Linked DNA regions of Mus musculus: all the other regions are linked to region 1. The links are chromatin contacts, called in public HiChIP or PLAC-seq maps. All regions are on one chromosome and are shown on one strand. The core of a region is the stretch at or near the end of the contact, and the rest is flanking DNA. Distances in the headings are between cores, read along the strand shown. Region 1 holds the start of Nes (nestin). Region 2 holds the start of Arhgef2 (rho/rac guanine nucleotide exchange factor (GEF) 2). Region 3 holds the start of Mex3a (mex3 RNA binding family member A). Region 4 holds the start of Lmna (lamin A).

The links. HiChIP or PLAC-seq counts read pairs in DNA pulled down with a chosen protein or histone mark.
Region 2: a contact with region 1 is called in a FOXA1 HiChIP or PLAC-seq map of pancreatic cancer cells. The contact joins the promoter of Arhgef2 here to the promoter of Nes in region 1. A contact is called at or near these places in 1 of 484 Hi-C or Micro-C datasets (myocytes) and 1 of 115 datasets of contacts at active chromatin or transcription factors (pancreatic cancer cells).
Region 3: an H3K4me3 HiChIP or PLAC-seq map of embryonic stem cells shows a contact between it and region 1, with 7 times the contacts expected there. The contact joins the promoter of Mex3a here to the promoter of Nes in region 1. A contact is called at or near these places in 3 of 115 datasets of contacts at active chromatin or transcription factors (embryonic stem cells, microglia and pancreatic cancer cells).
Region 4: an HNF4G HiChIP or PLAC-seq map of pancreatic cancer cells shows a contact between it and region 1. The contact joins the promoter of Lmna here to the promoter of Nes in region 1. A contact is called at or near these places in 1 of 484 Hi-C or Micro-C datasets (myocytes) and 1 of 115 datasets of contacts at active chromatin or transcription factors (pancreatic cancer cells).

Annotation. Positions count from the first base shown.
Region 1 is chr3:87,968,567-87,974,291 of GRCm38.p6, forward strand. It overlaps Nes (nestin), which reads left to right and starts at 2,527. Exons shown (of 4, transcript NM_016701.3): 1 at 2,527-3,422; 2 at 4,426-4,550. The coding sequence starts at 2,637. It also overlaps the pseudogene Gm3745.
Region 2 is chr3:88,618,805-88,624,529 of GRCm38.p6, forward strand. It overlaps Arhgef2 (rho/rac guanine nucleotide exchange factor (GEF) 2), which reads left to right and starts at 2,355. Exons shown (of 22, transcript NM_008487.4): 1 at 2,355-2,517. The coding sequence starts at 2,455. It overlaps Gm20652 (a long non-coding RNA gene), which reads right to left and starts at 2,301. Exons shown (of 2, transcript XR_375820.2): 1 at 2,227-2,301.
Region 3 is chr3:88,529,484-88,535,208 of GRCm38.p6, forward strand. Mex3a (mex3 RNA binding family member A) reads left to right here and starts at 2,463. Exons shown (of 2, transcript NM_001029890.3): 1 at 2,463-3,365. The coding sequence starts at 2,912. It overlaps Gm38618 (a long non-coding RNA gene), which reads right to left and starts at 2,397. Exons shown (of 2, transcript XR_867447.3): 1 at 1,874-2,397; 2 at 1-910.
Region 4 is chr3:88,500,360-88,506,084 of GRCm38.p6, forward strand. Lmna (lamin A) reads right to left here and starts at 2,993. Exons shown (of 12, transcript NM_001002011.3): 1 at 2,389-2,993. The coding sequence starts at 2,744.

The DNA.
Region 1 (5,725 bases), core at 1,277-3,776:
TGTCATCCCCATCCCCTCTGACAGCACTGGAAGGAAGAGGGTCATCATGGTTGTCATCTGTGAACAGGACTTCTCAAATTATTTTCTGTTAATGAATTGCTTTGTGTAAGCTAAAAAAAAAAAAAAAGATGAAAGGAGATTTCCCTGCGAATGGGAAGGATTGCTTGCTTATTGTTTTTTCGAGACAGGTTTCTCTGTGTAGCCCTGGCTGTCCTGGAACTCACTTTGTAGACCAGGCTGGCCTCGAACTCAGAGATCCACCTGCCTCCACCTGCCTCTGCCTCCCAAGTGCTGGGATTAAAGGCATGCGCCACCACTGCCTGGCCTGCTTGTTTATGCTTATGTAGAGCTGAATCTTGCCTGAACATTTGGTACTTCAGGTCCATGATGGAACACCTTCAACATTTTCAGAATTGATCCATACTTTAATTTAAAAAAATAGTTTATTGTTATTTGTGTGTGTGTGTGTGTGTGTGTGTGTGCATGGGCGTGTATATCTGTGTGTGGATGCATGCAGAGGTCAGAGGCTTTGATGTCCCTGGAGCTGCATGTGGGTGCTGGGAATGGTACTTGAGTCCTCTGGAAGAGCAGCAAGTGCTTTTGACTACTGAGCGTCTGTCTCTCCAGCCCAGATATCCTGATTTCGTAACCATCAGTGCTGAGAATGCCAATCTGTATGAACGATTCTGCCCATAGAAGTATGTTTAGGACCATTTCAGACATTTTTGGAAATTTTGTCCTAATCCCAAGTCAAAATTCACTGAACGATTTATTTATTTATTATATATAAGTACACTGTAGCTGTCTTCAGACACACCAGAAGAGGGCATCAGATCTCATTGCAGATGGTTGTGAGCCACCGTGTAGTTGCTTGGAATTGAACTGAGGACCTCTGGAAGGGTAGTCAGTGCTCTTAATTACTGAGCAGTCTTTCCAGCCCCCTATTTTTTTTTTCTTTTAAGGCAGGATCTGACTATGTAATCCTGGGTGGCCCAGAACTCATTTGCTATGTAGAGGCTGGCCTCAAACTCAGAGATTGGCTTTATTCTTTCTCTTGCGTGCTGGGGTTAAAGGGATTAAACTGGCCTCACTGAACAAAGTTTGATGAAACTCATGTCATTGACTCAAACAGCTATTTTAAAGAATTTAGATTTATTATTGTTCTTCTTATTATTGGTGTGTGTGTGTGTGTGTGTGTGTACAGGTGCACCATGCCACAGTATGCCATGTGGGAACCAGTCTCTCCTCAGCTCACTATGCGGGTCCTGAACATCACAGTAGGGAGCATGGCAACAGGCAGGCGGTTATGGCACTGGAACAGCAGCTGAGAGCTCAGGTCTCAATGTACAAGCACAAGCCTGCCCCCAGTGACACACCTCCTCCAACAAGGCCATTCCTCCCAATCCTTTTTTTTTTTTTTTTTTTTTTTTTGGATTTTTGAGACAGGGTTTCTCTGTGTAGCTCTGGCTGTCCTGGAACTCACTCTGTAGACCAGGCTGGTCTCGAACTCAGAAATCCGCCTGCCTTTGCCTCCCAAGTGCTGGGATTAAAGACATGTGCCACCACTGCCCGGCCCCAATCTTTTTAAACAGGTCCTCCACCTGGGGAGCAAGCATTCAAATATTTGAGCCTGAAATATTGGTCCCTTGTAGAAAATCTACAGCTTCATTTCTTTCTTCGCCAAACTTCATGCTTAGCCACCAGGGGGCTCTCTTGAGAGCCGCGTAACTTCTTCACTAAATGACAAGAGGGATCGAACTTCAAAGGAGAAAAACTTTCCCTTGCTAGTCTCCTTTTCCTGGTGCGGGGTAGGGTAGGGTAGGACGTCCCTCTGCGGGTACGAACTGGGCATTGTGTCTGCTAACATTAACTGGGCAGGGGTACTGGCACAGGCATTTAATCCCAGCACTGGGGAAGCTATGGCAGGAGCGTCCCTGAGACCTGCCTGATCTACATAGCCATACCAACCATCTGAAGAAAAGGGGTGGTGGTGGTGTTTACTACCCAGGCTGGTGTCAATCCTACTTCAGCCTCCGGAGCACTGGCAGACTTCCCTCAGTACCAGTGGGCTCCTCTTTCTTCGGGCAGTGTTTCTTCGCAATGTTGCCTCTCTTGGGGGTGAGTATTTACTGTTATACACAAAACACTGCACCGTCCGTTTTTCCAACAGTTCACGAGGTTTCCAACACCAAGCCATTTTATAAATGAGGAGCTGAGTCCTAGAGGATTTGAGTAAGAGTGTAGAGAAAGGAGGTCCTGGGGCCCAGTTCTGTGCATCTTAGGGTGTTCTGGGCTGTCTGGCTGTATCTCAAGCCTCTTTCGGAAAATCACCCGCACCGGACGGGATCCCCGCCAGGGCGAGGCTACAATTTGATTCTTCTCTGCTGAGCTGGGATGATGCAGGGACCCGGGCTGTGTGTTGCACTGAACTCTAAAGGGTTAAGGCCTAGGGACCGCCCCTTTTCCGCCCGGCCGGCGGGAGTATGAATACCCTCGCTTCAGCTCGCTGCTGGAATCCTCCGCTTCCGCTGGGTCACTGTCGCCGCTACTCCCTTTCTCCCCCTTAAAAGCTCCAAGGGCCACTCCCTTCTCTAGTGCTCCACGTCCGCTTGCCCTCGGGGGGCCAGACCAGCGACATGGAGGGTTGCGTCGGGGAAGAATCTTTTCAGATGTGGGAGCTCAATCGACGCCTGGAGGCCTACCTGACCCGGGTCAAGACGCTGGAGGAGCAGAACCAGCTGCTCAGTGCCGAGCTTGGGGGACTCCGGGCGCAGTCCGGGGACGCCTCCTGGCGAGCCCGAGCCGACGACGAGCTGGCAGCCCTGCGGGTCCTCGTCGATCAGCGCTGGCGGGAGAAGCACGAGGCTGAGGTGCAGCGCGACAACCTTGCCGAAGAGCTGGAGAGCGTGGCGGGCCGGTGCCAGCAGGTGCGGCTCGCCCGGGAGCGGACCATCGAGGAGGCGGCCTGCAGCCGGCGCGCGCTCGAGGCGGAGAAGAATGCGCGGGGCTGGCTGAGCACCCAGGCTGCCGAGCTGGAGCGCGAGTTAGAGGCTCTGCGAGCGTCGCACGAGGAGGAGCGCGCGCACCTGAACGCCCAGGCCGCCTGTACGCCGCGCCGACCCCCCGCGCCGGCCCACGCATCCCCCATCCGGGCCCCTGAAGTCGAGGAGCTGGCCAGGCGCCTAGGCGAAGTGTGGCGCGGGGCGGTGCGTGACTACCAGGAGCGCGTGGCTCACATGGAGAGCTCGCTGGGCCAGGCCCGCGAGCGTCTGGGCCAAGCCGTGCGGGGCGCTCGGGAGAGTCGCTTAGAGGTGCAGCAGCTGCAGGCTGATCGCGACAGCCTCCAGGAGCGCAGAGAGGCGCTGGAACAGAGATTGGAAGGCCGCTGGCAGGACCGGCTGCAGGCCACTGAAAAGTTCCAGGTGAGGAGGGTCACCAACACGCCCACCCTGTCCCTGGTAAAACCAAGCCCTAGGAGGTACTTAGGATGGCAAGAGACCTTCAGGAAAGGGGTGGGGGCAAGGACAACTGTATTCAGGAGTCCTTGCTCAGAGCAAGCACAAGTCCTAGACTTCCCTGTCCAGACAGGCAGGATGGATGGAATTCTGAGACCTCCTAGCACAGCCCCCTTGAAAGGCCCGCAGGCCAATACCCACTGTAGCTGCTCCTCACTCTTTGAATGGCAACCCCTCTCTAGGGTGACTCCCTGTGCCCTTCACTATGCAGTTGTCAATCAGAAGGTGCCCAACACATGCTCTCTCCCCACCAGAAGGTTCCTAGCAACCATAGTGAAGGAAGGCAGTGTGAGCCACCGCAGACCACCAGCCCCTCTCTGTGTCAAGGCTTCTCAGCTCCCTGAAGCGCATTCCAAAGGCCTGGGGCACCCTCCCCCTCATATTGCACAGATGTGACCAACAGCTGAGAAAACAGCCTCTTGCCTGGCCCAGACAGAAGTCCCGACGTGACCACCTGCCCACTCTTCTTGGGGGAGAAGGATTCCAGAACAAGTGGGAAGTGGAGGAACCCAGCCTGCTATGAGGAGCCGGGGGCAGTGGTGGCCCAGCTGCTTTCCTTCCAAGCCTTCTCGAGGCGACTCTTGATAAATTGCTTTTTCCTTCTGTTTCCACTTTGCCTCCTCTTCCGCTGTGTAACCCATCTCCTCTCCTTTATCCCATCTCCTCCCGTGGGAGCTAGGTTCTCAATAGCATGTGTTACCATTTAACCAGCATCCTAAGAAGAAGCCTGGTCTATCTAGGAGAGGCCTGGAGTGTTTCCTGTGCTTGTCCGGGGGTCCAGCACAGTGCTCCAGACAGGGAGAACGCAGGTAGAGGAACAGGACTCTGCCCTACAAAGATGTGAGCAGTGAAGAGAGTCATGGCCCAGAGCAGAGGCCCCTCCCACTCACTCTGCCGGCTTGCTTTGCAGCTGGCTGTGGAAGCCCTGGAGCAGGAGAAGCAGGGTCTACAGAGTCAGATCGCTCAGATCCTGGAAGGTGGGCAGCAACTGGCACACCTCAAGATGTCCCTTAGTCTGGAAGTGGCTACATACAGGTACACAGTACTGACTGTCTCCTTGGCTGAAGGGCCCCGAAACTTGACCCTGTAAAACTGTTCTATTTACGTGTATTTGTGTATAGGCCCCATGTGTCCAGGTGTCTTAAGAGCCCAGAAGACACTGGGTCCCTTGCAGCTGGAGTTATAGGCTGTGAGCAGCTCCACACTGGTGCTGTGAGCCACACCCCTGTTCTCTGCAAGGGCAGCAAGCACTCTTAACCACTGAGCCATCTGTCCAGCCCTCAGATCCACTTAAAACTTTTTATTACATGTATTTATGTAATGTTTTTGTCTGTGATGGAGGCTTATGAGTCCCAGAGATCAAAGAGGTTGTCTGGCTTGGCAGCTTGGTAGGCATAAACTTGAGCCCACCTGCTCCCAGGTTCGGGACTAGAAGAGATGGTTATGCTTAAAGAGACAACTCAGTCTTCAGGGAGGAGACCAGAGGGTACAGTCACCTGCTCTCGAGTTCTTTGAAAGGCAGGCAATCTCCAGTGTCTATGCCAGATCCCAGGGACACCTGGGCGGTCTCAGGAAAGAGACCTTGCAGGATTGCCTGGTCGTGCTCACCGGTCCCCTAGCCCGGGCCTCAGCTGTGTCTGGGGTAAGAGCTGGGCGCCTAGCCTTCTGCCTTCCTTTCAAGCCCTCGTGTCACTGGCCCTGCCCAGCTCCTGTTGCCCCTTTCTTGGCTGCCTCAGGAAGGCTGAGTGGAACAGCTGTGGGTAGTTTGTGTCCAGCCTCTGTCTGTCAGAAGAGGTCCCGGCTGGAGTCCCACTGTTGAGGGCTGAGGATATCCCGCCAGAGTATGGGGCCAGGACAGGATGTCGCCCTTCTCCAGAATCCACTGGCAAAGAGGCAAGACCAGAGACAGATCTAGGAGAGGAGCTGGAGGGTAGAGTCCAGAGAAGGGAAGCCAGTGAGTGTCTAGGAAGGACTGAATGCACAAGGCAGGACACTATGAGGACGGAGGAAAGGCTATTTTGAGAACCAGATGTGCTCAGAGGCCATGAATGGAAACAAGGGACTAGCTCCGAATCCCTTGTGAACTGATTCCCCTCATCTCCTCCCATCAGCTGTGAACCTAAAGACCTCTGGCCTGAAGGAGGATTTGTGATCCTAAGATGAGGGCCTTCGCCCCAGTCAGTCTTCTGAGGCGAGGGGAAGGGTCCAGG
Region 2 (5,725 bases), core at 1,105-3,604, 650 kb after region 1:
GGTCATGTACACCTTAGACATTCCCAAGTCAAGTTCAAGGCTCAAGTTAATGAGAAGAAGGCTGATTTGTGGACTGTTGTGTGCCTGGATCTAGACAGCTAGGAACACTCTTGGTTCCTCCGATGGCCCTTTGGAAACCAGACCCTTCCCCTCTAGTTGTCTATGGCAATGGTACCTCCCCCCACCCCCCCTTTTCAAGTTGAATGAGCCAAAGAAAGTACTGGCTACTTTTAGATACTGGCAGAGGTTTTTAAATTTTTTTTATATATTAAAAACAATTTCTCAAAGATGTCACTGGTAGGATTACGGGGGTGGGGGCTAGAATGAAGGGGTTTGGGGAAAGGGAAGACCCCCAGAAGAAAGGAGAATGTTCATTGTTCCAGAGGCTCCAGAGAACAGAAATGGAGTCAAGCTGAAGACATAGAGCACTCAATACAGTTTTAAAGGTTTGGTTTTGCAGGGCAGACAAGGGAGAGGTGAGCAGGTGGAGCAGACAGCGAGCTGAGGCTGGGGAAACACAGTAAAAGGCTAGAGGAGGAGGTCACCCTCTTCTTCCATAGACCTTCCACATGGGCTTTACGTACTGACCAGACCCTCAAAAGAGTCTGGGGGAAACCTAGATTTACTAGTTACTCAAGAGTTTGGCTTATAACAATTTCTAGTTCAGGCCTTAGAGAAAATTGAGGTCTCTGCCCCCCCCCCCCCCAAACCAGGCAGCTCATTCTGACCTCTAGCTGATTGTTAGTACATTTCTCAGCTTTGGCTGGTCACTCAAGCGGGGCAAGTCTGGAGGCTCAGAGCCAATAGGAACATGGCAGGTCCTGAGGCCTTCCTAGGATTCCTTCAGAGAAAACAGAATTGGTCTGGGAAAGTCCTTTCTGCCTCATCTGGCCAGCCTGAACTGGACATTGTTTCTTTTTCCCTGGCCTTTACTATATAAGGACCCTGAACAGGAGAATGGGCACAAAAGGTGAGGGAGTTCCTAGGCAGGAGATAGGTCAGAGGAGCAGAGTGGGAGGGGAGCAGAGCCGGGGTGAGGAGCTGAGGAGCCCAACCAGCACAGCGGGTGGATGAGGCAGCCGAGCCCAAATTAGAGACTGAGGCTAAAATTGGCACTCTAGGAGTGCAGGGCTGGGCTGGAAACCTGCAGCCCTAACACCACCCTCCCTGCCCCGCTACCGAGAAGAACAGAGCAGAAGCTGGTGACAGTGGCTGGGCCTCATCTCCCTCCCTCTTTCTTTTTTCTTTCTTTCTTTTTTTTTTCGGTGTTTTGAGACAGGGTTTCTCTGTGTAGCCCTGGCTGTCCTGGAACTCACTCTGTAGACCAGGCTGGCCTTGAACTCAGAAATCTCCCTGCCTCTGTGCAACACCACGCCTAGCCATCTCCCTCCCTCATTACCACACACTTTTGGGACTAGATTAGGTAGTACCCTAAATTTTTACAAAACTTTGCCCCAGGGTGCTCAGGTTTTTACAGAGAAATCGGAGACCTTGATAGGTGGAAACGGAGCAGACTGGAGAATTTCCCCAGTGGCAGGAAACTCAGGTTGACTCAAAGGGTCCAGAGAAATGAAAACCCACCCACACTCCTCAGCAAGCTCAAACGTTTCCAGACAGGGCCAAGTTGTTTCTATAGTCTCCTGTGGCAGAGAAAACTGGTGTCAGGACACAAGGAAGGATTTCCTCAGCTAGCCTCAGGAAAGGTGGAGCCTTCTCACCTTCACTGCCAAAGTAATTGGCAGAGGTGGGGCTGAGAAGGATGGTCAGAGTGTGGTCCACAAGGCCCAGAGGGGTGAGAAGCTGGGCGGGGGGTGGGGGGGGGTGAGGGGAAAACCCTCTCTTGTGGACTCCTAGCTTTTGGAAAGGAGTCCCCTTCTTCACTCTTTTGGGGGAGTGAAGCCTGTTAACGATGAAGCTTCTAGTTCCCCTTTCATTGCCCCCTCCCTCTTGTCATACCAGTCCAACATTGTAAAAGCGGTCTGTGTACTCAAGCCTGTTTGATGAGTGAGCCCTTATGGCTAGGTCTCCCAGTTACCGATAAGGTGATAGAATCCCCTTAGGGTCTTTAAAGAGTGAAGTTACCCGGAATGGGCGCCGGTGTTTTTCAAGGACAGCCGAGCTAAGGGAGGTCGCTGAGGTCAGAGAGTGTTCCTAAGCGCTAAAGGGAAAAGGGATCCTCGAACCTGTCCCAAGGACCCCTGTCCAGCAGACTGCAGCGATACTAACCCCGGCGTCCCGTCCGGTGCGCGGGTACCCCGCCCTGCCTCCGCTCCGCCTCTCCCCTTCCTGAGCTCGGGTGGGGGAGGAGACTAGGGTTTGAGGAACTGGTGCTGGGTGCAGGGGCGAGGGGACTCAGACTTCCTGTCCCCGAGGCCGACGCGTGCGGCCGGACCCCTCCCCCGCCGTTGCTGGACACCCGGGGCCGCCGCGTCCTCCCGCGGCTCACGCTGGATTATGTCTCGGATCGAATCCCTCACTCGCGCGCGGATCGACCGGAGCAAGGAGCAGGCAACCAAGGTGGGCTGGCTCTGCGACCGGGCGCCCTGCCGACCTCTGGGCCTCCGCCCCGCGTCCCGCGTCCCCCCGCCCGCTCTGGGGCGCCCGAGTCCGCGCGCAGCGGCCGGACGGGGTGGGTGGGGCTGCGAGCGCGTGAGGAGGGGGCTGGAGGACCGCAACGTGACCCGCGTCTCCAGCACCCGCGCAGCTTCTGTGCGGGGATCTAGGAGAGCTGAGCTGGGTTACCAGTGGTTCGGCGGGACCGAGTGTTTTGGGCCGCTCGGAAGAAAGTTGCTCCGGTAAGGGATCGAGCGGGAAAGAGGGGCGAGCGTGTCGGGTTCCTAGGGACGACGCTCTTGGGCACCCCTTTCCGCACCCCAGTTCCGGGGGTTGCTTGCGGCCGTGCCCGCTAGCGCCGGCTCGGTCGTTCCCCCTTTGTCCCCACCAGCGGGTGGAGGGGGCCGGAGGGGGTGTTTTCCAAGCTCCCTCCCCCACCTTCCCGCCCCTCCAAGACAAAAGTCAGCTCCTCCTCTTCTTGCGGATGGACTTTCCAGCTGTGATTCAGTTCTTGCCTGGGGTAGGCGGGTGGCTAGGGGTCAAGACAGCAAGCGGCCGCCCATTTTCTCCGCCAGGCCAAACCGATCCATCAGGTGAAGCAAGCTGCCTTTGTGTCGCTGGGATGCCTTCTCACATCCTGAGCGTCTCGGTGCCAGGACCCAGAGTAGTTCCCACCCTTATCTGTTTCATCAGCTTCCAGGCTCCTGGTTCTCCAGCCGCCTCGGTTAACCCAGTTCCCCCACTCCCCTCAGCCATATTTCGATTATCGCCTCGGCTTGGGGGCCCTTCACCTGTCATCTGGAGTCTGGCTGTGTAATTATCAGCACACTCTGCAATACGACCTCTCCAGCACGCCTTTACAAGTGTCCTTTATTCCTGTCTTTGTATTCAGACGCCCTCCCAAATGCCATGACTTTCCTCACCTCAGCTCACAGGAAGTGGTGAAGCCGAGGAGGACTTGTAGATGAATAAGTGAAGCCAGGGGGGCCTGGTTCAGGCGGACGGCGCCTCCCTGTACCTCAGGACACTCACATTATAAGGCTCTCTCGGAAAGCAAAGGCAGGAAGGGCTTTAATCTTAATCCCTGTCCTTAGCGAGAGCGTAATGACCCTCCCGCAGCCAGCCAACCAAGCAGATCATTTTCAGGCTGGAAAGCCACTCTGCGAATGGAAAGCTGCCCTCTCCCTTCCTCCAAGGTTCCAGGCTTTAGCTACTTGCTTTACTGCTACACTGGGAGAAGGTCGGTAGGGGTGGAGAGCCTCGGGGGCGGGAAGCTCAGTTTGAGGCTTTTTGTAGGGTTTCGGGATGGGAGTCTGCTCACCGGAAGAAAGCTAGCAGGGCTCTGAGCAGCTCCAGGGTGAGGTGACTGAGTGTGAATTGTGGGGTGGCAGACAGGCTCTTAACAAACCCTAGCGACAGGCCAGGCCCCAGCTCCCAGAGTCTGTTTATTTTTTCAACCGTTTGAGCGAGACCCTGGAGTAAAGCCAGGGTGGGTGGGGGGAACTTTTTGAAAGCACGGAAATTTGGTTCCACCCTAAAAAGGAAAGCCACTGGGGGGGGGGGGGCAGGAGAGGCAGACCTGTGGGGCTGTACGAAGACATCCTCAGGGGGCCTTTCTCCAATCCAGACACCTGGCATCTCATCCCCTGTTTTTCTTTTTTTCTTTTTCCATAACACAGTAACTGGAAATCCAGACTCCTGGCTTTTTTATCTTTTGACTATGCTATGGAGAAGGGATCAGGGAATCTGACTGGTTTCCCAGAGACCAGTGAGTGGTTCTGAGAGGGTAGAGAGACCAGGGGAAGGAGGGAGGTTGTCAGTTTGAGCTGGTCGGAAGGGGAGGGACACCTCCGGAAAGCTGTGGTTACTGAAGTGGGGGAGTTGGTTCCTAGCCACGAACCCTGGATCTCCCCCCCCCCCCCCAGCGCACCAGCTGTCTCCTTTCTTTTTATACTGTGCTGGGAAGTCGAGGGGCCCACTGGAAATGAGATTATTTGAGGAACGTGGTCTTCCCCGATACCTACGAGGGAGGGAGAAAGGTCAACCCTGAGATCCGCTGCCCTCCCCCACCTCTTTCCTTACTTTGAGATATCTTCTCAGAGGGAAGAATTCAAGTGTAACCTGCCCCTTTCTCCTTCCCGGCATAGGATCGGCATAGGATCGCTCCTTCCGCCCCTCCACGCTTGCTTCCCTTTTCTCTGCATTGTTTCTGTTCTTCCAGGCTGTCTTCTGTTCTCCGCCCCCTCAGTTCTCTCTGCCCTACTTCCTACCTCCTCAAGCCTCAAAGCTGCTCTTTCCATCTTTAGGCCCCCTTATCTCTCCACCCTACTTTCCTGAGCCCTAACCGTCTTGGCCCACAGAACAAAGCCAGGAGCACCATGGGTCTTCCTGAACCCTGTATGTGATGGGGAGCGGGGAGAGCGGGCTGCCTTTGTTCTGAGTTCCAGAGAGGTGGCTGGCTTTGTTTGCAGGGCCAGGAGGGCAGGGCTGGGGGGGAGCCCTGGAGGGAAAGAAGAATCCTGACAGTTTGGGAGACTGGAGGAGTTGGGTCCTCGAGGAAGCTGAAGTCTGGAGGCCATCCAAAAAGCTTGTAGGGGTCATGGGTGTTCAGCAAAGCACTTGGTGAGGAGAAAGCGGCAAAGCTGGGCCCAGGGAGCTAAGACTTAGAGAGGTCACCTAGGGACTGCAAGATAGCTGGCAGCACCTAAAACACCCAGGGGCACCAGAGGAGGTGAAGGAGGGTCTGGTTTCTGGTACCAAAACTGTGACCTTCTATCAGGGAGGGCACAGATCAAACTGTGATTCCCAAGTATTGTCCCATGCTTCTTGTATTGGGGGTGTGTCTCTCCGTCATAGATGCTCAGGGGTGATCTTTGAAAATTCGTGCTTACCAAGCTGAGTGGACATAAGGAAGTAGTTCCCATTTTAAAGTTTAGCCTCTGTGTTGATGTAGGATGTAGGTTTTGAGTGAATTAATTGGTCGTGGTGGTTTCTGGAGCTGGTGGAGAAATGGCTGAGAAGTGCTGGCTGGACCCTTCTGGGTTTGTTTGTGTCTCCTTAGGGAGGTGGGGGCAGGGCTGCAGGCTGCAGCTACCCCCTCCCAACTCAGCTGGCCTGCCTTGTGCCAGGAGGGCAGGGAGTCTGGCACAGCTATTGTTTGCCTGCACAAATG
Region 3 (5,725 bases), core at 1,213-3,712, 560 kb after region 1:
AGTGCCCACAGCCAATTCAACAACTCATCAGGGTCCTTGGATTCCTCAGCAGAAAACAGGAGTTGGGAGAGGAGAGGAGGGTAGGAGAGGGCAAGGAAGAGAGAGACAGGAACGAAGAGACACACACGCAGAGGCAGAGATGTACAGATAGAGAGACAGACAGACATCCTCAGAGTCCCAAGGGGACCAAAACACACCCTCCACACTCTTTGGCAGAATGGAGGGAGTGGCTTATCAGGCATCTGTCCTTAGCCCTAGGTGTGCAGGGACACCAGGGAAGGGAAGCAGAGCTGGGCCCATGTGCACAGCAGCCCAGACGGAGTGGCATTAGCCTGAACAAAGGAGGCCTGAGCCTCAGGAACAAGAGCCGTTCCCTCGCCCCCACAGCAACCGTGCATCCATCATCTCAGCACACGCCTGTTCTGTGGGTACACCTGAGTCCTTCACACACACCTTGCCCTCCAAGAGCTAGGCTCACATGGGCTCTCTTCTGCCTTGGAGGAGGTCTGGAGTCTCAGTGTGACTTTGAGTGGGGGGTGCTAAGATCCCCTGAGGACTGGTGTATCTTTGTTGTATGGGGTGGGGTGGGGGGGTGGGGGGAGATTCCAGTGGGGTGCCACCCTGCCCGCTCCACCTTCAGTCTGTCCCTTTCCCTTTCAGCAGCATCCTCTCTCCACTCATAGATTCTGCCCTTTGTTTTCCTCCCCGATCAAATCCCCAAGGCTTTTTTGGTCATTAACCTCCTGCCTTAATTGGTTTAGTGAGGAGGAAATCAGAGATGGGGCAAACTCTGGGGGGAATCTGGTTTCAGTGAGGACAGGAAAGCTGCAAACAGCTGTTAGCCCCACCGTCACCTGGTCTCCAGTAGAAACTTTCTCCAAAGAAACTCCCAGCGCCCAAGTCCAGGTTCCTGGGAGAGAGGTGAACAGGAGTCAGAAGCCTTCCTCCACTCCTGCTGGAAGGCGAGAGCATCCACTCCCATAAAGTCCTCCATGTGGGGCACCTCCTCCCCTACTCTAGCTAGCCAGGTCCCTCAGCTCAAAGTTCTCCTTCACCATCTATACCGAAGGGGGAGAGCCACAACTCTCATACCCACCGACCACTCAGCTCAGACTCCAGCCTTCCCAAATGCTGTGCAAACGCACTTTCCAAAAATCAGCTTATAAGGACCGGGCCTGAGCTCAGCCCTCCTGGCCTTTGGCCTCACTGTGCCTCCTGACATCCCCATTGTCAATCTACTGCCCTACCTTCATGCAAAACTTTTCCTCTAGACTAGCTCAGATTTCCCAAAGGAAACCCCTCGGGCAGGGGCGGGACTCCTACCCACCCAGCATACCCATCTACTGTGATCCAACTTGGGGAGGTGACTCCTTGAGCCTGACCACAAGACCTTTAGATCCCATCCCTCTCTTGAAAGAAAAACAAAAACAAAAACCAGAAGATACAGAGTAGGGGGGAAGTAAAAAAGAAAGAAAGAGAAAAGAATGCAGTACACTCTAACTCCCCTCTTAACAGTCAAATCTTAAAAGCTTATTTATGATCTCTTTCGCCATATTTCTAGGGTTAAAAGGGCTGAATTACTGGTTTATAAAGGAGGCAAAGGAAACAGCGAAATGACCGTCCTAAGGGACAAAAGATTTCCTCCACTATATTCGAGGCTCAGGTCTAAAAAAGTAAAAATAAAAAACCTGGGTTCTCAGGGGCCCCCAATCTCACTCCTGTTACTCAAGGTTCAAGGCTCCAAATTAAGCCATACGAAGCCTCTAGGACCCTTCTGGCTTCCCGGATCAGCCCCCACCCCCATCCTCTCCCTCCACGCCTCCTCATCCTCCCCGGGTCACTGCACGGACCACGGGGGCACGAACTAACTCACCTCCCAGTCGTGGCCTCTGAGATCCCGGAACTGGGGGGCTGGGGGAGGGGGAAGGGCTTGCTACCTCCGAGAAGAGAGGGAACCACATCCTCTACCGGGGGTCCCACCCCCAACCGAACGCCCCTTCCTGGCCCCCACACAGCGCAGAGACCTGCTCCTCCCACTGTAGCGGCCGCGGGCTTTGTCTGCTCCACCAGCTCTCTCCCAGAGGCCCGAGCCCGTGGACTCCGCGATCGCGCGCGGGAGGAGGGAGGGCACTGCAGCCACGAGGCCGCTCCGCCCCGGCCCTCATTACCATAAGAAAGAGGCCCGGGACCCGCGGGCAGAGGAGAAACGCCTTTCCACACCCGCTCCCTTCCCGCATACTGCCAGCTCCTAAAATTTCTCGGACCACAACTCCCAACCCACCCGAGGCTTTTCCCGTGACCAGTGGGCAGAGCCCGAGGGGCGCAATCCCCTTCTTGCCCGGGTTGAGGAATTCCTCCCCGCGCCCGAGGGCGGGAAACTACAACTCCCGGCATGCCCCGGGCGCCCCCGGCGCGCCCCCCTCCCGTCAGTTCCATGCTGCTCCATCCAGTTCATTTAAAACAAAAGAGTTTGAGCGCTGGAAGGGGCTGGGCTCTATTGGGGGCCACTGAGCGACGCTCCGGGACTGGGGCTCGGTGCGGGAACCTAAGGGGGCGTCTGCTCGGCGGAGGGTAGAGACTCTGGGTCCGAGGCGGAGGGGTGGGGGCTAGGGCCCGCAGCCCCCCACCCCACCCCGTCACCCCGGAGCGAGAGGAGATCTGCTTTCTTGGTTTTGCTTCTTTTCCCCCACCCCCACCCGGGGGCTGGGGCGAGGGGAGTCAGGTTACAGGGTGCTTGGGGAGGGGGGCTTAGGGGTGGGTCTATCTTTCTATCTCGCTTTCTTCCCCCCTCCCCAGCTCTTTGTTCCCCCTCCCCACACACCCCCTCCTCTCCTCTCCCCTCCCCTCCTCTCTCCTCTTCTCCCTTCCACCACCTCTCTCTCTCCCTCTCTCCCCCAGCTTTTGTTTCGCCATGCCTAGTCTAGTGGTATCTGGAATAATGGAAAGAAATGGGGGCTTTGGAGAACTAGGATGTTTCGGGGGAAGCGCTAAGGACCGAGGGCTGCTGGAAGACGAGCGCGCCCTTCAGCTGGCTCTTGATCAACTCTGCCTCCTGGGTTTGGGGGAGCCCCCCGCCCCCACGGCGGGCGAGGACGGGGGAGGTGGGGGGGGCGGCGCCCCCGCGCAGCCGGCCGCCCCCCCGCAGCCGGCCCCGCCGCCGCCGCCCGCGGCGGCCCCGGCCGCCCCGAGCGCGGCCCCCGCGGCGCAGACGCCCCAGCCCCCCACCGCCCCCAAAGGGGCGAACGACGCCAAGCTCTGCGCGCTCTACAAAGAGGCCGAGCTGCGACTGAAGGGCAGCAGCAACACCACGGAGTGCGTTCCCGTGCCCACCTCCGAGCACGTGGCCGAGATCGTGGGCAGGCAAGGTAAGCGGGCGTCTGGACACTGCGAGGGTTGGAGTGGGGGCTTGCTGTCCCCGGCACGGAAAGTTCATCGCTTCCTTCTTTGCGCGCCTCTGGCTCTGTCCCTTCCCGACAAAGGGGGCCCCGCCCCCTGCCCAGATTCCAAGTGCCACAAAGTTCCCTGCTACCCCTAGTCGGGACGACTCTCGGGACCCTTCCTCCCCTGGGGCTCCGCCCGTAGACAAAGAAATATCCTGGAACTGGGAGAGGAAAGGGGAGGGGGAGCTGCCTCCCAATCCCAGGGTCTGTGCGGAGGGGGTGTCGGCTCCTGGCTGGAAGGACTGACGGAATGTGCAATTACTTGGGAGCCCCTACTCTAGTTTCTGCTTGTATACTGGGGAGGGGGCACTCCTGGGACCTTCTGCTGTTGGAGTTGGGGACTCTGAGGGAGACCTAGTCCACGAAGCCCGACTGAAGAGCTGCCTCTTTGTTGGGCTGAGTGTAGGAATGAAAGGGGGTGTGGCCCAGGGGAGGGTCCCAGTCTGGGGAGAGGTGATGAGGGAGCCCTTGGCAAAGAGGGGTCCCTTGGTCGCTTACACACCGAAGTTGGAGGGCCCCTGTGTTTGGGGAGGGGAATTTCTGAGGAAGTACCAGTCTTGGCGTGGGCCTCTCCTCCTCCGTCTTGCTTTTGTTCTGGGCTGGCCACGGCCTGGAGCTAGGGGTCTGCAGAGAAGTCTCTGAGTGAATTCATGGGACAGGCCAGGAAGGGCATGTCGGTGAAGGGGGACAGGACAGAAACCTCCACTTGGAATATGGGGGGGGGGTGCGTGTCTGGGTGTGCTGGGAGGGGTGTTGAATTAAGCCAATGGAGTATGTTACCACACCCTCCCAGCCCAGCATCCCTGGATGGGTGGGAGTGTTGGTAAGGACCCAAATTGAACAACCTGGATCTTAGGGACCCTTCCCCTCCTAGCTTCTTGTGGGGGGGGGGCGGGATTTGGATATGGCAAAGGGGCTGGGCTGGGAGGTGGAGTGGGGGGAGGAGCTGTCCCACGGTGGGGAACAATGGAGGGGCTGCATTCCGCGGGAGTAAAGAAGAAGGCCAGTTCCTGGCAGTGGAGGGGAGGCAGGCTGGGGCCCCTACCACATATTCCACTTCATCCATCCCAGTGTTGGGGCTGGAGGATTTGGAGTGGAGGAGGGGAACTTGCCCCTCCCCTGCACAGCGCCCCCTCCCTCAATCTCTTGGGGGTTTCTGGTTTAGAAAGTTGGATTTCCCCTCCTTGTCAAACCCTGGAGATTCAGAGCCTGGTGTTGGGTGGGGATATTAATAACTTTACTTGGGTGAGGTCGTGGAAGGCACCAGGATTTAATGGGGTCCTTTACTCTTCTGCTTCCTTCACAAATGTGTCTAACCATCATAAAAGTAGAGCTTGTCCTAGTAGAATATTGTCAGAGAACAGAAGTTCTCCCTTCCCCATTCTGTAAGCAGATGGAAGTCCTTTCACCTCCCTCGTGCTGCTGCTCCCTCTCTGACTTTGACCTCTACTTCTACGGAAGCTTCTTCAGGGTTGCAGAACCCAAGATGCTGAGGCTGATACGTTCTGTACAGCCCGGCCTCAGGCTTTCTCCCTTGGGTTTGTCCTTCCAAACTCCAGATCTCCCAAAGACACCTAACTCCCTATGAAGTTAGTTTTTGGATTCAAAACTTAGGAGCCAGAACCTAGGTGCCCATCGGGGTGGCACATAATAAACAGAGGTGGCAGAAAGTATTGTTCTTCTATCCTCCAAGCCTCAGGAACCAAGCCACCATCCAGATATTAAAGCAGCAAGGCTGTGGGCTTGGCAACAAGTAGGACTTCTTATCTGCCAACAGGTCTGAAAAGAAATGGGGGTTACATTTTTCCTTCCTACTATATGTTAGGTACATTCCTAACCCACTGAGTCCCACCAATTCATTAGGGTTAGAAAAGACACTTTGGGAATGGAGGAAGGAGGAGAAAGAACAAGCAAGCTCACCAGAGGCCTGCAATTGGGGCAGTTACAGGAGCAGCCTTATGGCTTTGGATGGGTACATGAGGAAGGGCACGCAGCACTGAGATGTGCCTGAGGAACTCAGGGATTCTGCCTGTGAGAGTGGGGCAAAGGTGTGGGTGTGTACTAATGTACAGTCTGTGCGCTGGGCTAAAGTGAGATGGAGAGAGCCTGTGGACATGTGAAGAGGTGTTCTGCTCCACCCTACAGTATTGCTTGGATGAAGGCACTCTCATTGCCTTAGGCCCCAAGGCCCCTGAACTCTGAAGGAGGGCTAAGACACAGAGGCTCTGTAAAGCCAGGCAAGTCCACCCAGCCTGAGGTCTGCAGACTTTTCTGACGGGCATTCC
Region 4 (5,725 bases), core at 1,743-4,242, 530 kb after region 1:
GCAGCTGTCTAGCTGGAGGAAGGCTTGCCCAGCCCTAAGCCTGCGGTGAGCCTTCCCTCGCTTCCAACTGTCCCCTTCTCCCAGCTTAGATGTCTAAACCTCCTGAGAAGAGGAGGAAAGAGGGAAGGAGAGAGTTGTTTTGTCTCCTCCCCCCTCTTCCCCCCCCCCCAGACAGGGTTTCTCTGTGTACCCTGGAACTCACTCTGTAGACCAGGCTGGCCTCGAACTCAGAAATTCACCTGCCTCTGCCTCCCAAGTGCTGGGATTAAAGGCATGCACCACCACTGCCTGGCTTTGTCCCCCCTCTTCTCCACCTCCTCCTTGTAACTTACAATCCACCTTGAAAAGCAGAGGCCTGTGGGTGCAGTTGAGAGACCCAACTTGAGCTATGCCACAGATTGTCACAGGGTCTCACAGTTCTGTCTAACTCCAAGCCTGACCCTGAACTCTGAGCTCCAATTAAACATTAAACTGGTCACTTTTCCCTACCCGGCCCCTGGTGGGAGGGGCTACTGGACAATGCCTTTCATCCTCCCCAGACTTCCAGGGCATTTCTCCACCTCAGTCTGAGCTCAACAGCTATAGAAAGGGGTAGCAGCCGTGGTCTTCTATGATGGACACAGAAGGTCAGGCACTTAGCCTCTGCTCCACCCCACCAGCAGGGACCTAGGTGTGTATACCCACCCCCTTCCCGGAAGCCCAGCCTCCTCAGTTACCATCAGTGGAGAATAGAGGCAGGTGGCTAAATTTAAAAAGTCCACACATCACCCAGCCCCTACCCAACGTGTGTACACACCACCTGGTGTCCCAGGCTGGACAGCTGCACTGGGGGCAGGAGACTGGCATGGCTAGATGAACAAGAAGCTATAGATTCCACTGTCCCTGTCCCCACATCTACTATACAAGTTCTACACCAGGATCTGCAAGAGCTTTGGTGGCTGACTTAACTAGTTTAGATCACTAACTAGTTAACTCACTGGGACTCCTCTAACTTGCCTCATGTATTTCTTGATAAGGTGTTCATATCCCTAGTGGATGGATGAAAAGGCAGCTAATTCCTGTTAGCAGAAAGAAAAGCTGGACCCATCTGTGCACATGACCTCTGCTCACACTTGAGGCAATGGGCTTGCCATACTCACCACCTAGGGCTGGAATCTGGTAAGGAATAGAATGACCAACCACAGATACACAGTGGGTTTTGTCAGAAGATAATGCAAAAAGGAAAAAGAGGAAGAGAAGTCAAAGCTACCAGCCCCTTAGGTATCAGTGCGCACGTCCAATGTCCAAAGCTCTTTGTCTTGGGTCTACAACATAGAAGAAAAGACCACAGACACAGAGCGAAATGGAAGTACAGGGAGCAAGAGCCCAAACTTCCAGGCTTTGGAAAGCCTTTTTAGAAAGTAGGTGGAGCCAAGTAGGGTGGGGTAGGGTGGGGTAGGGATGGGTGCAATGGGAGTGGCCTGAGGCTCCCTAACGGCTGGATTTCAAAAATGTCATTGTATTCCAGAGGTTTAGTAAGATCAAGACATCAACAGTTCAGAGGATGGGCCAGAGTAAAGTCTGGCTTGACTAGAAAAATGAAAGTGGCTCGCTGGCTGAGCAAGGAAAGGACAGAGCTTCCAAAACCCTTAAGTCACCAAACAGAGAGGGCCCAGACTGGGGTGTCCCCGACTCAGGCATAACAGAATTTCCAGAGCCATTAGCTTCTGTGCCCGGTCTCCCTCCCCACCCTCCCTTGCATTCCTCGACCAGGGAGGCCAAGGGCTGTGGGAGCTGCGGGGGAGCAGATCTCCTGGTGTGCTTCTGGTGGGCCTGAGAGTCTAGGAAAAGCTCCAGACATTCTCAGCTCCTAGAAAGAACCAGGAGAAGGCCGTGCTTACACAGCCATGGGAGAAAGGGGCTATGCAGCCTTGGTAACTCCATTACAGTACCACTGGACAAATGTCAGTGTGGGCGCTATGTCTTAGTGGACATCATGTGTTCAGAGCCACGTTGGGCAAGATTGGCAAAGTGCCAAACCTACCAAGAAAGTTCTAATAAAACCCTTTCACCCATTCTGATGTGTCCCGGGCGGCGTTCGGGAGTTCCAAGACCTGGTAGAGCCTGTTCTACCTTCCTCAAGCCCATCCCCCAAGCTCCAAATGACTGAAAAATCCCACCTTGACAGCATAGGCCCTGTCACCAACGCTACTTGGTCTCAATGCCCCCACCACTCTTTATATCCCCCACCCTCTCACAGAGACCCCCTCCCTTCTATGTCCTATCATGTCTATTACCCTTGGCACTGCCAGTCACCCGCGGGAGGCAGTTCCGGGGAGGGAGGGGACTAGATGGCCAGTTACAGGCGACTGCTGCCTCCCTGGTGCCGGCCGGCCGGGCCTCACTCACCGAGCCTTCAGCTCCTTGAACTCCTCACGCACTTTGCTCAGCTCTAGCTGGAGGCGGGCGCGCTCCTTGGCCACAGAATCAAGGGTCTTGCGGGCATCCCCCAGCTCGGCCTCGTAGGCCGCCTTGATGCCGGACACCTCTCGGCTGACCACCTCTTCAGACTCAGTGATGCGAAGGCGCAGCCCCGCGTTCTCGGTCTCCAGGGAACGCACGCGATCGATGTACACGGCCAGGCGGTCATTGAGCTCCTGCAGGTCCTCCTTCTCCTGCAGCCGGGTGATCCGAGTGGGCGACAGTGGGGTAGAGCTGGCCTGCGCCCCACTGCGGGTGGCGCGCCGCTGTGACGGGGTCTCCATGGCCGGCAGGGTGACAGTGCTGCCCGCTGGGCAGGGGTCCCGAGAAGGGCGCGGGACTTGGACAGAAGGACAGAGGCTGCTCAGGGGGACAGCGAGCCGGCGAAGCTCGCTCCTGGCAGGCGTGGAGATCTGGGCTGGGCGCTGGCGCACCTCGGGATCTGGGTTGGCTGGTGTTGAGGCTGAGGCAGCGTTCCCGCGAACACTGAGTCACTGACAGCCAGGCAGAGGCTCTAATAGGCCCTCCTCTACAGGGGGTGGATCCACTGCTCTTAAAGGAGCCATCCTGTACCCAAAGGGGCGGGGGCAGGTATGGTGAGGAGGAGCCAGCATGCCAACCCTCACTCTGCAGAACACCCCTTTCTGGCCTGGGGCTTCACAATGTTGGTTCCTGCCTACTCAACTCTAAGCTTGCCTTTGGCCTTCTGGAGTAAAGAGCAGAGCCAAAGAATTTGAGTGGGTGGGCAAAGGGTAGTGGTGAGGGACCAGGGGAAGTAGGTGCAAAGTGAGGGAGAGGATCAGGCATCCCCAGAGAGCCAAGGAAGTTGGGGGGAGGGCTGAAGCTGCTGCCCATCAGTGACTCACCCCACTTCCACCACTGGCTCCCCTTTCCTCAGTAGTAATAGTGAGTCACCTCTCCCCCGCGCACAGAAGCGGCCAATCCAGGAGAGTGGAATGGCAAAGGAATGGCTGTGTTTTTAGGTAACTGAGGGATTACTTTATGCCCTCAAATTTGGGGGCAAAGATCAAGGACCTCGGGAAAAAACAAAAAACAAAACCCAAACCTATGCACTTCCCTTATATTTTTGGCTTTAAAACCAAACATTGGGTTTTAGATCTAAGAAATAAGCCTCAGTCCCCAAGAGAAGGCCAAGAATAGAAGCCAGAAGTTGGCCCCGCCCACTCCCCCCTCCCCTTTCATTTGGACCTAGACAGCTGGAAAAAGGGGCTGCTGAAATCCCTCGTTTCAGCCCCTTTCTTCAGCTCACTCCACCCAACCAAATCCAAGACTGTACTTATTTTTTTCCAGGACTGTACTTATTTTAATGGATAATTTAAAACAGATACCAGAGCTGTGCTGTGCGTGCATTCAGCACATGGCCAGGACACCAGGTTCCAGATTTTTGTGGCTTCGAGAAGGGCCTGAAAAGAGGAACGGGGTCAGAGGGTTGTTAATGCAGGGTCTCCATCCTGGTTCCATCTTAAACGGTGTGAGCAAGAACAGCAAAGCTACCCCCTCCTCAGCCACTGCATGCCTGTCTAGCCAGTTCTGGGTGGGCCCTGACTAGATGATCTCCCAATACAGTAACCTGGTCCCCTGGTTCCATGTCCCGGGGTCTCCAGCCTCCATCAAAGACTCCCGATCAGCTGTCTAATCCTCTCCTGTAACCCTAGCCTAAGCCTTACTGGCCCTGGCATCCCCTTCTGCCATGTTCCTTCCCCTTTTGCCATGTGCTTTCCCCTGTCCATTGCTGATTAGCTTGCAGTTCCTGCAGGTCCAGGCAGTGGGCTTGAGTTGGGACTCTTAAGAGATTTTGTTGTTGCTGCTGCTTTTTTTGTTTTTTTTTGTTTTTTTTTTTGTTGTTGTTGTTGGTGGTGGGGGGGGGGTTTGTTTTTTTGTTTTTTTGTTTTTTTCTTTTTTTGGTTTTTCGAGGCAGGGTTTCTCTGTATAGCTCTGGCTGTCCTGGAACTCACATTGTAGACCAGGCTGGCCTTGAACTCAGAAATCCACCTGCCTCTGCCTCCCGAGTGCTGGGATTAAAGGCGTGCGCCTGGCGCTTTGTTTTTTCAAGACAGAGTTTCTCTATGAACTTCTGGCTGTCCTAGAACTCATTTTGTACACCAGGCCAGCCTCGAACTCAAAGATCTGCCTGCCTCTGCCCCCAGAGTGCTGGAATCAAAGGCACGTGCCACTGCCACTGCGCTGGGTTCTGGGAGAGTTCTTATTTCTGTGAGGGTGACTCCAGTGTGGTGAGGACCCAGGATGCATCTAGGGGAGGGAACCTAGGACATGGCTTCCTTTCCCTGTAGTCCCTCGGGCTGTGTGGTTGCCATTCAACTTCCCAGACAAAACAACAGCAAAAACCATTTCTTCTGCTTCTCCCTCCCCTACTTCCTAACCAAGAAGCAGAGGCGGGTGGGTGAGCCAGTGGTGGAACGTGAGCAGTGGGGCTCATGCTGTTCCCTGTTCCCGCTGTCTCAGCCCTTCCTACCCACCCCCCAATCCCTCCCTGGCCTGGCTTCTCTTCCTGGCTTCAGTAGCAAAACCACATTTAACCCTTCTTATCCTACCCGCCCCCATTTTGTGGAAAAGGTACGAAGGAGGGCTTTCATCCCAAACTGTACTGAGCTCTTAGCAAAGTATCTGTGTCACCACTACAATCAAGATGGCTTTAGTCCTAAATCTGATCTTCAGAGGGAGTCCTTCCACCCTAATCCCTAATTCTGTGTCCCAAAGACCAGTGTCTGCCTTCCTCTGTGAAAGCACAAACCAATGCCAGGAGCTTCGCGAGCGAGCAGGAGAGGCCAGGCATGACAGAAGATGAGCAGCTCTCAACCATGCCTCTCCTTGTTGTGACATGAACTCTACACCTGCCTTCCCTGGTCAACTGTCACATGAGCAAAGTGGCAGACAAAGACCTGGGGACTGGGCTCCCAGGGCGTGGAGTTCTGCAAACCAAGCCACAGAGCCAGAGCCGAGCCGCACTCCCCTGCTTGGTGTCACAAGAGCCTCTTCCCACTGGCAGAGAAGGGTGGGGAGGGTCCAAACCGAGAAGAATGTATATTAAAGAGCAGCCTGGAACACAAAACTGGATAATGAGTTCCACATGGAACCCAGAAGTCTGGGGGCCGGAGCTTCTTGAAATCCAACATGGAGTCAGAGGGGTTGTTTGGTGCTTGCCGTCAGGACCAGAGGGCGCTGCTCTGTGTGCCTGGCCGCCTCTAACTCCTCCTCCTGGGAGTGCTATGAGGGAGGAACATGA